Linked DNA regions of Sus scrofa: region 1 is linked to region 2. Evidence: chromatin contacts called from public Hi-C data. All regions are on one chromosome and are shown on one strand. Each heading gives the region's core, a stretch centred on a gene start, on an enhancer-like site or on the middle of the called end of the contact. The rest is flanking DNA. Distances are from core to core; before and after follow the strand shown.

Evidence for each region. A called contact is a pair of places that touch in the nucleus more often than the background predicts.
Region 1: a Hi-C map of skeletal muscle shows a contact between it and region 2, with 2.8 times the contacts expected there. The contact joins the promoter of UBXN2A here to the promoter of WDCP in region 2. A contact is called at or near these places in 2 of 5 promoter capture datasets (both in liver), 8 of 47 Hi-C or Micro-C datasets (brain, embryonic fibroblasts, fetal heart ventricle and 3 more) and 2 of 2 datasets of contacts at active chromatin or transcription factors (alveolar macrophages and skeletal muscle).

Annotation. Positions count from the first base shown.
Region 1 is chr3:114,712,901-114,717,324 of Sscrofa11.1, forward strand. UBXN2A (UBX domain-containing protein 2A) reads right to left here and starts at 1,285. Exons shown (of 7, transcript XM_003125368.6): 1 at 1,017-1,285.
Region 2 is chr3:114,634,054-114,638,121 of Sscrofa11.1, forward strand. It overlaps WDCP (WD repeat and coiled-coil-containing protein), which reads left to right and starts at 2,204. Exons shown (of 4, transcript XR_002342822.1): 1 at 2,204-2,330. FKBP1B (peptidyl-prolyl cis-trans isomerase FKBP1B) reads right to left here and starts at 2,147. Exons shown (of 4, transcript XM_021087779.1): 1 at 2,065-2,147.

The sequences.
Region 1 (4,424 bases), core at 35-2,534, 78 kb after region 2:
CAAATCTTACTCATTTTTGGATTTCACCAATTCCTAGATCTAACTTTATTCATCGGATTTAATTGCTTTCTAAATCTACATGATACATAGTACTGTATAAAACACATCATTAACGAGAACCTACTGTGTAGAACAGGAAAATCTACTCAATAGTTTGAAATAACCTATATAGGAAAAGAGAATGGACTTTTCTATGACTGGTTCTGTACACCTGAAACTAATACAACATTGTAAATTAACTTTACTCCAAAAAATTAAATTTAAAATAATGACTTACAACATATTTAGAAGTCACAAGATCAACTTTTTTTAAAGAGTTTTTCACATTTAAACTAAAATATAAATAAAAACCTTATGAACAGCTCTCAGAACACTTAAGCCACGACTGTGAAACAAGGAAGCTGGTTTTCACGTCGTTCACAACCTGTCATATGTAACAGTTCCACGTCGACATAAATACAGACTGTCAATTTTCTACGTTTTATTTTCAATGATCTCACATTAAGTACAGAGTAACCAACGCTGGATGCCACACTAACGTCCCTTATTGCTAACAAGTAACTTCAAACAACCAGAAAAATGGATACATAGGAAAAAAAAAAAGATGTGAAAACAACGAAGAGCAAGCCTACACCATAAAACGTAGGTTGCGGGAGCCACGTATTGAGGTTACCTAAGGAATGTTCGCCCCAAACAGGCACGCTTTGCATTTCTGTACTGTGCGTTTGCATTCTGAGAACTGAACTGGAAGTTTCAAAGCGCTGCGCTTGCCCGCAGTCGGCCGCTCGGGAAGACGCGCAGACCGCAGGCCCAGAGCCGCGCCTCACCTGCGCTGGGCAGGAGTCCCGCCCAGGCCGCCCTTTCGGGGTCGCAGACACGGACTCCGAAACCGAGACAAGGAAAGGGCCCCGCGGCTTGGGCGGCCCCAGGATCCCCGGCGCCCCGCTGGGGAAACGCCCGCCCGCCCGCCTACGCCCCTCACCCGGCCGAACGCGGCGCGGCCCCTGAAAACTCACCTCCGGGCGCGGCCGCTGGAGGGGGCCGCGCCGCGCCGTCGCCTCGCGGCCTCCTCAATTCGCTCAGGGGCCGCGGGCGCCGCCGCCGCCCCTGCCGCTGGGCTGGAGCCACTCAGACAGGAAGCACCGCCGCCCCCAGATCCTCTCAGGCTCGGCAGCCGCTCCGCTGGGCCCCCTCCTGCCTCCCACGGTCACCGCAGCCGGCAGCTGAGCTCTGAGATCGCGCCGAGGCCGGTGCTGCGCAGACCCGGGCGCGCGCACCGGCCGCGGGGGCGCGCGCGGGGGGCGGGGCCGGCGGCAGCGGCCGCGTCGGTCCTCAGCGTTACCGCCCTCATGGCGGCCGCCTCCTTGCTGCGGGCGCTGCTGGTGGTGGCCTCTTCACCCTGCTCGGAAAATGCAGGGAGCTAGGCGTGGGCTCACCCGAGAACTCAGCATCAACTTACCTGTCTACCTCTTCAGCTTCTGGTTGAATCCGCGGAGAGATTTCTCTGTATTCGGACCATGTTGAACTTTCCCTGAGTCCAGTGATTCTGGAAAGCCACGGTTAAAGAAATCCCCCCACCTTTCCACGTTCCTGAAAGGCTTGACAGCGAGGAGCCTCCCTTCCCCGTTGTGATTTAGATAAGACTCACGGATACCCCCTTGTTTACCTTGGACGAGGCCTGACAGAGACCCTCCAAATCCCCATTCTTTTTGCTTCACAAAGGATTAGCTGAACTGCTTATACTCACTAACCAGTCTGGACAAAATACTGGCTCCCTGGATTTTTTTTTTTTAATAATTTTTTTTATTTTATTTTCCCACTGTACAGCAAGGGGGTCAGGTTATCCTTACATGTATACATTACGATTACATTTTTTCCCCCACTGGCTCCCTGGATTTGACCAAAGTTAAGGTTCTCTCCTTCCTCCAGGCTCCTAAACTTTGACCCACCCTCAGCCTAATCCAGCATACAAACCCTCCTTCACCACCGCTCATTAAAATAGGCTGAGTTCCATGCAAAACACTGATCGTCTGTGTTATCACTGCTATCTCCACCTGTCTGTCCCACTGTGCACCACACCCAGTTTTTTCCACAGTTGCTGATCTCAGGGTCATGGTCACAGAGCTCCCCTCTAACAAGGTTTGTCCCTCACCCCCCCCCATTGCAGTACTTCCTTTTCCTTTTTTCGGCATAATCCTATCCAATAAAGTCTTTATCTAAACCCAAAGTTTATTTATTTGCGTATAATTGGATATTCTCCCAATTGTAATTGTACTCCAGCAGTATTTTTATAGTCTCTTCCCACCCCCATCCCACCCTCGCCCCACCCTCCTTGGAATAATCCTTTCAAATATATTCTTAATTTGCCTAAATCAGTTTTTGTTCTTACTTGACAGTTTTTAGTGCTGGAATTCAAATTGATATTGGACCTCACCTAAGGACCCCTGCCATTCCCACCTAAGTAAAGGCACCCTGTGAATCTTTGGAACTTGTCTTTCAGTTGTGCAATTCCGGAATCCTGTGGTGAGTTCAACTTTCAGCCAATTCTCTAGAAACTTGTCTATTGAAGCTCCCAATAAGGAGTTTGATTCCTTAGGGCAAAAGACTTTTCTATGGATGGCTTTTAAGTGTTGCCTCTTCCTCCTCCTCTTTTTTTTTTTTTTTTTTTTGGTCCTGGCACAATTTGATAAAGAGAGCATTCTTGTCAAAAATCAAATGGCTGCAGATGTATTAGTTCATTTCTGGACTCAAAATTCTTGTTACCTTTATGCCCTATCCTTATGCAGTACCATAACGTTTTGATTACCGTAGCTTCTGTAGTAGGTCTTGAAATCAGAAAGTGTGAGTCCTCCAAATGTTTTTTTCTCTAAAGATATTTTTGGTTATTTTAGGTTCCTTGCAATTTAGGAACAGCTCTACCTTTTCTGTAAAAAAGAAAAAAGGCACTTGGGTTTTGATAGGAATTGCACTGGATTGCAATGGGTAGGTTAGTTTGAGGCGTATTGACATCTTAACAATGTTAAGGTTTTTTTTGATCTCTGAACATGAACATCTTTCCATTTACTTAGGTTTTTGTTTTGTAGTTTTCAGTGTGCAAGTCTTGTGCCTCCTTGGTTAAATTTATTCTAAGTATTCTTTTTTGAGAAAAGGAATCACTGTGGTAAAAGGAATTGCTTTCTTAATTTCTTTTGGGATTTTTTTCCCCCTCATTTCTGTATAGAAATAACTGCTGATTTTTGTGTGTTGGTCCTTTATCCAGCATCTTTGCTGAATACATTGATTACTTCTTTTTTTTTTTTTTTTTTTTGTCTTTTTGTCATTTTCTTGGGCCACTCTCGCGGCATATAGAGGTTCCCAGACTAGGAGTAGAATCGGAGCTGTAGCCACCAGCCTACACCAGAGCCACAGCAACGCGGGATCCGAGCCGCATCTGCAACCTACACCACAGCTCATGGCAACGTCAGATTGTTAACCCACTGAGCAAGGCCAGGGATTGAACCTGCAACCTCATGGTTCCTAGTCGGGTTCGTTAACCACTGCGCCACGACGGGAACTCCCTGATTACTTCTAATAATTGTATGTTTTTTATTTTTATTTTTCATTTTCTTTTTTTTATTATTTTAATTTTTTTTCTTTTCTGGCTGTCCTGCGGCATATGGAGTTCCTGGACGAGGGATCAGGTCAGAGCTGCACTTGTGACCTAAGCTGCAGCTGTGGCAACTTTGCTGGATCCTTTAATGCAGTGTGCTGGTCGGGGGATTAAACCTGTGTCCTGGCACTGCCAAGATGAAGCCAATCCCATTGTGCCACAGATCCCATTGTGCCACAGCGGGACCTCCTGTGTGTATTTTTTAAAAATAGATTTTTGTAGTATTTTGTACATACGAGATCATGGGATTTATGAATAGAGATATTTTTACTTTTTCTTTTATGTTTTGGAAGCCTTCATTTATAATTTTTTTCTAATTGTTCTAAGAACTTCCAGTACAATGTTGTTACTTTTTTTTCTTTTTAGGGCCACCCCTGCAGCATATGGAAGTTCCCAGGTTAGGGGTCAAATCAGTGCTGCAGCTGCTGGCTTATGCCACAGCCACAGCAAGGCCAGATCCTTAACCCACTGAATGAGCCAGGGATCGAACCACATCTCCTTGGATACTAGTTGAGTTCATTCCTGCTGAGTCACAAGGGGAACGAACTCCCGAAATGTCGAAAAGAAATGGCAAAAATGGGGAGTTCCCGTCGTGGCGCAGTGGTTAATGAATCGGACTAGGAACCATGAGGTTGCGGGTTCGGTCCCTGCCCTTGCTCAGTGGGTTAACGATCCGGCGTTGCCGTGAGCTGTGGTGTAGGTTGCAGACGCGGCTCGGATCCCGCGTTGCTGTGGCTCTGGTGTAGGCCGGTGGCTACAGCTCCGATTCAACCCC
Region 2 (4,068 bases), core at 954-3,453:
GAGGGCGTTAGAAGGGGGCTGCCCCAAGCAGAAGAGACCCCAAACATGTTCTTTCCCCTGTTTCCAGAGCTCACTCAGCAGGACAGGGAAGGCGGAGCTAAAACGCGGCCCTGGGAAATCAGCAGTAGCGGATAACCGAGCGGTTCCAGCCGCGCCAGGAGCAGCCTGAGGCCCTCGGGGCGGTGGCGGGCCGCAGACCCCAGCCTCCCAGCCGCAGCCTTCGTTCCTCTAGGTGAGCAGACGCGGAAGGGGATGGCGAAGGATGTCTGCTAGACCCCGAGCAGTTCTGTCTGGGGTCTTCTCTCGCCGCCCCCATCCTAGGCCCGCTTCCCCTGTTCAGCACCCTCCGCGCCACCTCGGAATCTGCCCCCCGCCCGCCGGGCTCCGCCCCGAGACCCCTCCTCCTCCCCCGGCTCCGCCACCCGGTACCGTCTCCCGGGGAAATGGTCTCGATCTCCACGCCCATCGCGGTCCCACTGGCCCCGCCTCCGAGGGTCCCTGCTGTTGCCCCGACCCCGGCTCGGCTCCGGCCCTGGCCCGCTGGCGCTCCGGCTCGCCTCCCCCGCCGCCACTGCAGAGTCGGAGGAGGTGCGGCTGGAGTCGGGACCTGCGCGGGGAGGGGCCACCGGGAAGGGGGCGGCGGGGCGGAGCGGCGCGGAAAGGTGGGGTCGACCAGGGCGGGGCCCCGGGGAAGGGACCCTGACGCGGCTGCTCGGCAGCTTGACCAGGCTAATGTGCTTTAACCCACCGACTGGGGAGAATGTCGAAGGAAGCAAGCAGATACTAGCACATCCACCCACCCATCCATCCATCCACCCATCCAGCTATCTATCCATCTATCCATTTATGCATCCATCTGTTTAACACATGTTTATCTAGCACCTACTCTGTGTTAAGCTCCGGGAGTCAACCCGGTCTCATAGACTGGAGGGGGAGGGGAAAGGTTGGCAACAAACCAACATTTTAATTAGACATGTTCACTGCCGTAGAATTCAGAACGTTATGGAAGGACCAGAGAGGATGGTCCCATCTAGGCTGTAGGGACAAGCTGGGGGCTGGGGACTGGGGGTGGGGGGGAGAAGAAACCAATCATTACTGACCTTTCCCCACCCACCCTAAACCCCCATTCTCCATCTCGAATAATTCTGACCCACGCATAGGTGGGTTCCCACCTTTCAAGACCGAGAACTGTGCCCTGGGGATACCAACTGAATTAAGACAGAATCGCTTCCTTGAAGAATTGAATCTGTGACAGATGGAGACACACACAGTTACAGCGTGGAGTGATTCGTGCTGTGGGATGAATGAATGAATGATGAGTAAGTTGTACCTTGAGCTCCTCCTCCACGCTGGGCCCTTCACCTCCACCCATAGGAGATCCAGGAATCCGGAAATATTATTTTTTGGAGGAGGTAGCATTTGCTTGACAAATGTATTGGACTTTAAATTTTCTCCCGCCCCCCCATTCTTCTCTGCACTGTTGCAGAAATTAACATGACAGCGACAAGTGGCGCTGGAAGATAAACAGGAGGAGAAAAGCCTGAGCAAATCAGATGTGGGCCCTAGAGGTATTGTTCTTCCACATATCCCCTCCCCAACTCTCCCAGATGGTTAGGGCAGAGACGTCAGGTTATCAGCATCCCTGAAGGAGGACTGCCAGTGTTGTTCAAGAAACATGATGGTCAACTGTACTGTGAGAGTCAGGATCTGAATTTCCAAAGTGTGGCCCAGAATCTCCCAGGGAATCTCCTTGAGCTGTGGCCATGGGCAGGCACTTTTGCGGTTAGTGTAGAAACAGGGGTTTGTAATTGGGACAGGTCCACGAAGCGGCTTCAGTTAAATGCCACTATTTGGTGTATGGACGAGAACACTTGCTCTGAGGCGATTTTATCATATTTTAAAGAGGTCCTCAACTCCTTCTCAACCCCCTTCCTCCACCCCCCCAAAAAAAAGGTTAAAAAACCGTGTTGACTGTAGAGCGCCCAGACGCCTTCTTAGACTAAAAGACCCGATGGGAAAATGAGGGAAAGCGCTAAACCTCTCACGGAATTGTGGCAGGCTTACCGTCGGTGGTCTGCACCGTGAATACAACTCCCAGAAGTCCGTGCGGCAAAGCCGGAGCTTATTGGCCAGTGGGAAGGACCCTCTCCTAACAGGACACAAAGAACAGCCAATAGAGATGGGTCGTTGCTGCGCTTGCCCAGCCACCGCTCACCTATCAGGGGCTTGCGAGCGGTGCTTCCGGTACCGGCTCAGGGAGTCGGATCCGCGGTCTGTGGACCTGGGCGCCCCTGGGGAGAGCGACTTTCTGTGGGGCGGTGAGACCAGAGGTATTTTGCCTCCACTGATCCAGGGCCTGGCCTGTGTGGGGAGGCTGTAGGTGGGCGGGGAGAGAGGTGGAAGGACCCGCACTTTGGGGGACCGGGGAGGAAAGGATGTGTTACAGGTGTGGGGAGATTGCTGGAGGGGCACGTGAGAAGGACTGGTGGATGCGGATGAGCAGGGGGTGGGTTTAGACCTGAGAATATATTCTCTGTGATTCTCGACTAACACTTCTGGGATCTGTCCTAAGAAAGCCCTTCAAAATGAATGATATGCTTTATGCATAAACACTTTTATTCCAGCGGTATTTATAAAAGGATAACGTTGGCTATAACTATAACCAGGTATTTCACAAGTAAGAAAAAATTATGGAATTGCTTCAGCAGTTTGGGAAAGTGAATATTAAGTGGCTTCTAAAAGTAATTTATAAAACTTTTAAATAAGAAATGCTAATATGCAGTGTGAGGTGGAAAGTCGTAATGTGAAGTTGTACAGTATGATTGAAAAAGTTTAACCCAAACTGCATAGAAATCTGGAGAGATGTAGTCATAATTTTCTCTGAATTTTTTTTTGTGTGTGTGTGTGTGAATTTGCCTTTTTACCTTTCTTGTGTGTTAATTTAAAACAATAGTAAATGTAAAGAATTTGGAGTTATTTTACAGTGAAAACACAATAAACTTAGAAAAACAAATTGGGGAGTATGTAACTCTATTTAAACCTACTGGAAGTGCTCCAGTTCACCTAAGCCACTTGATTGTCACTATAATTTGTCTTAAAAGATTTAAAACAGGAGTACCCATCCTGGCTCAGTGGTTAACAAATCTGACTAGGAACCATGAGGTTGCAGGTTTGATCCCTGGCCTTGCTCAGTGGGTTAACAATCCAGCGTTTTGCCTTGATCTGTGATAATAGGTTGAAGATGCGGCTTGGATCCCACATTGCTGTGGCTCTGGCGTAGGCTGGCAGCTACAGCTCCGATTAGACCCCTATCCTGGGAGCCTCTATATGCCGCAAGTTCAACCCTAGAAAAGACAAAAAAGAAGACCAAAAAAAAAAAAAGATTAAAAAAAAAAAATTGGGGGTTCCCATTGTGGCTCAGTGACTTAAGAACCCTGCTAGTATCCATGAGGATATGGGTTCCATCCCTGGCCTTGCTCAGTGGGTTAAGGATCCAGCATTGCCGACAGCCGTGGTGTAGGTCACAGATGTAGTTTGTATCCAGTGTTTCTCTGGCTGTGGCATAGGCCTGCATCTGCAGGTCTGATTAGCCCCCCAGCCTGGGTACTTGCAATTGAAGCAGGTGCGGTCCCAAAAAGAAAGAAAGAAAAAAAAAAAGAATTAAATGGTCATAGACTGAACACCAGGTCTTGGTTCAGACCGCCTCTCCCCTGAACTAATAGAGTTGACTTTTCTCTCCCTAAAACACCCAGAGCTCCTTATTTGAGAAATCTTATAGTGAGGGTTGAGAGACCCAACAGGTATACAGTTAGCTTTAAGCAAAATATAAATGTCTTAAAAGATGAAAAATAACTGGGGAATGCTCGAAGGTCATTTTAACCTTCGTTATCTTTGTTCTCTGATGTTTCATTAGCAGCTAGCTCTATGGCAATGACTCCCAAATCCTTACCTCTGTCTAAGGTGCAATGCTACACTATATACATCTTCTTTTGTTTTTGTTTCCTGTTTTTTTTTTGGCCTTCTGACAGCATATGGAGTTCCCAGGCTAGGGATCATATCTGAGCCGTA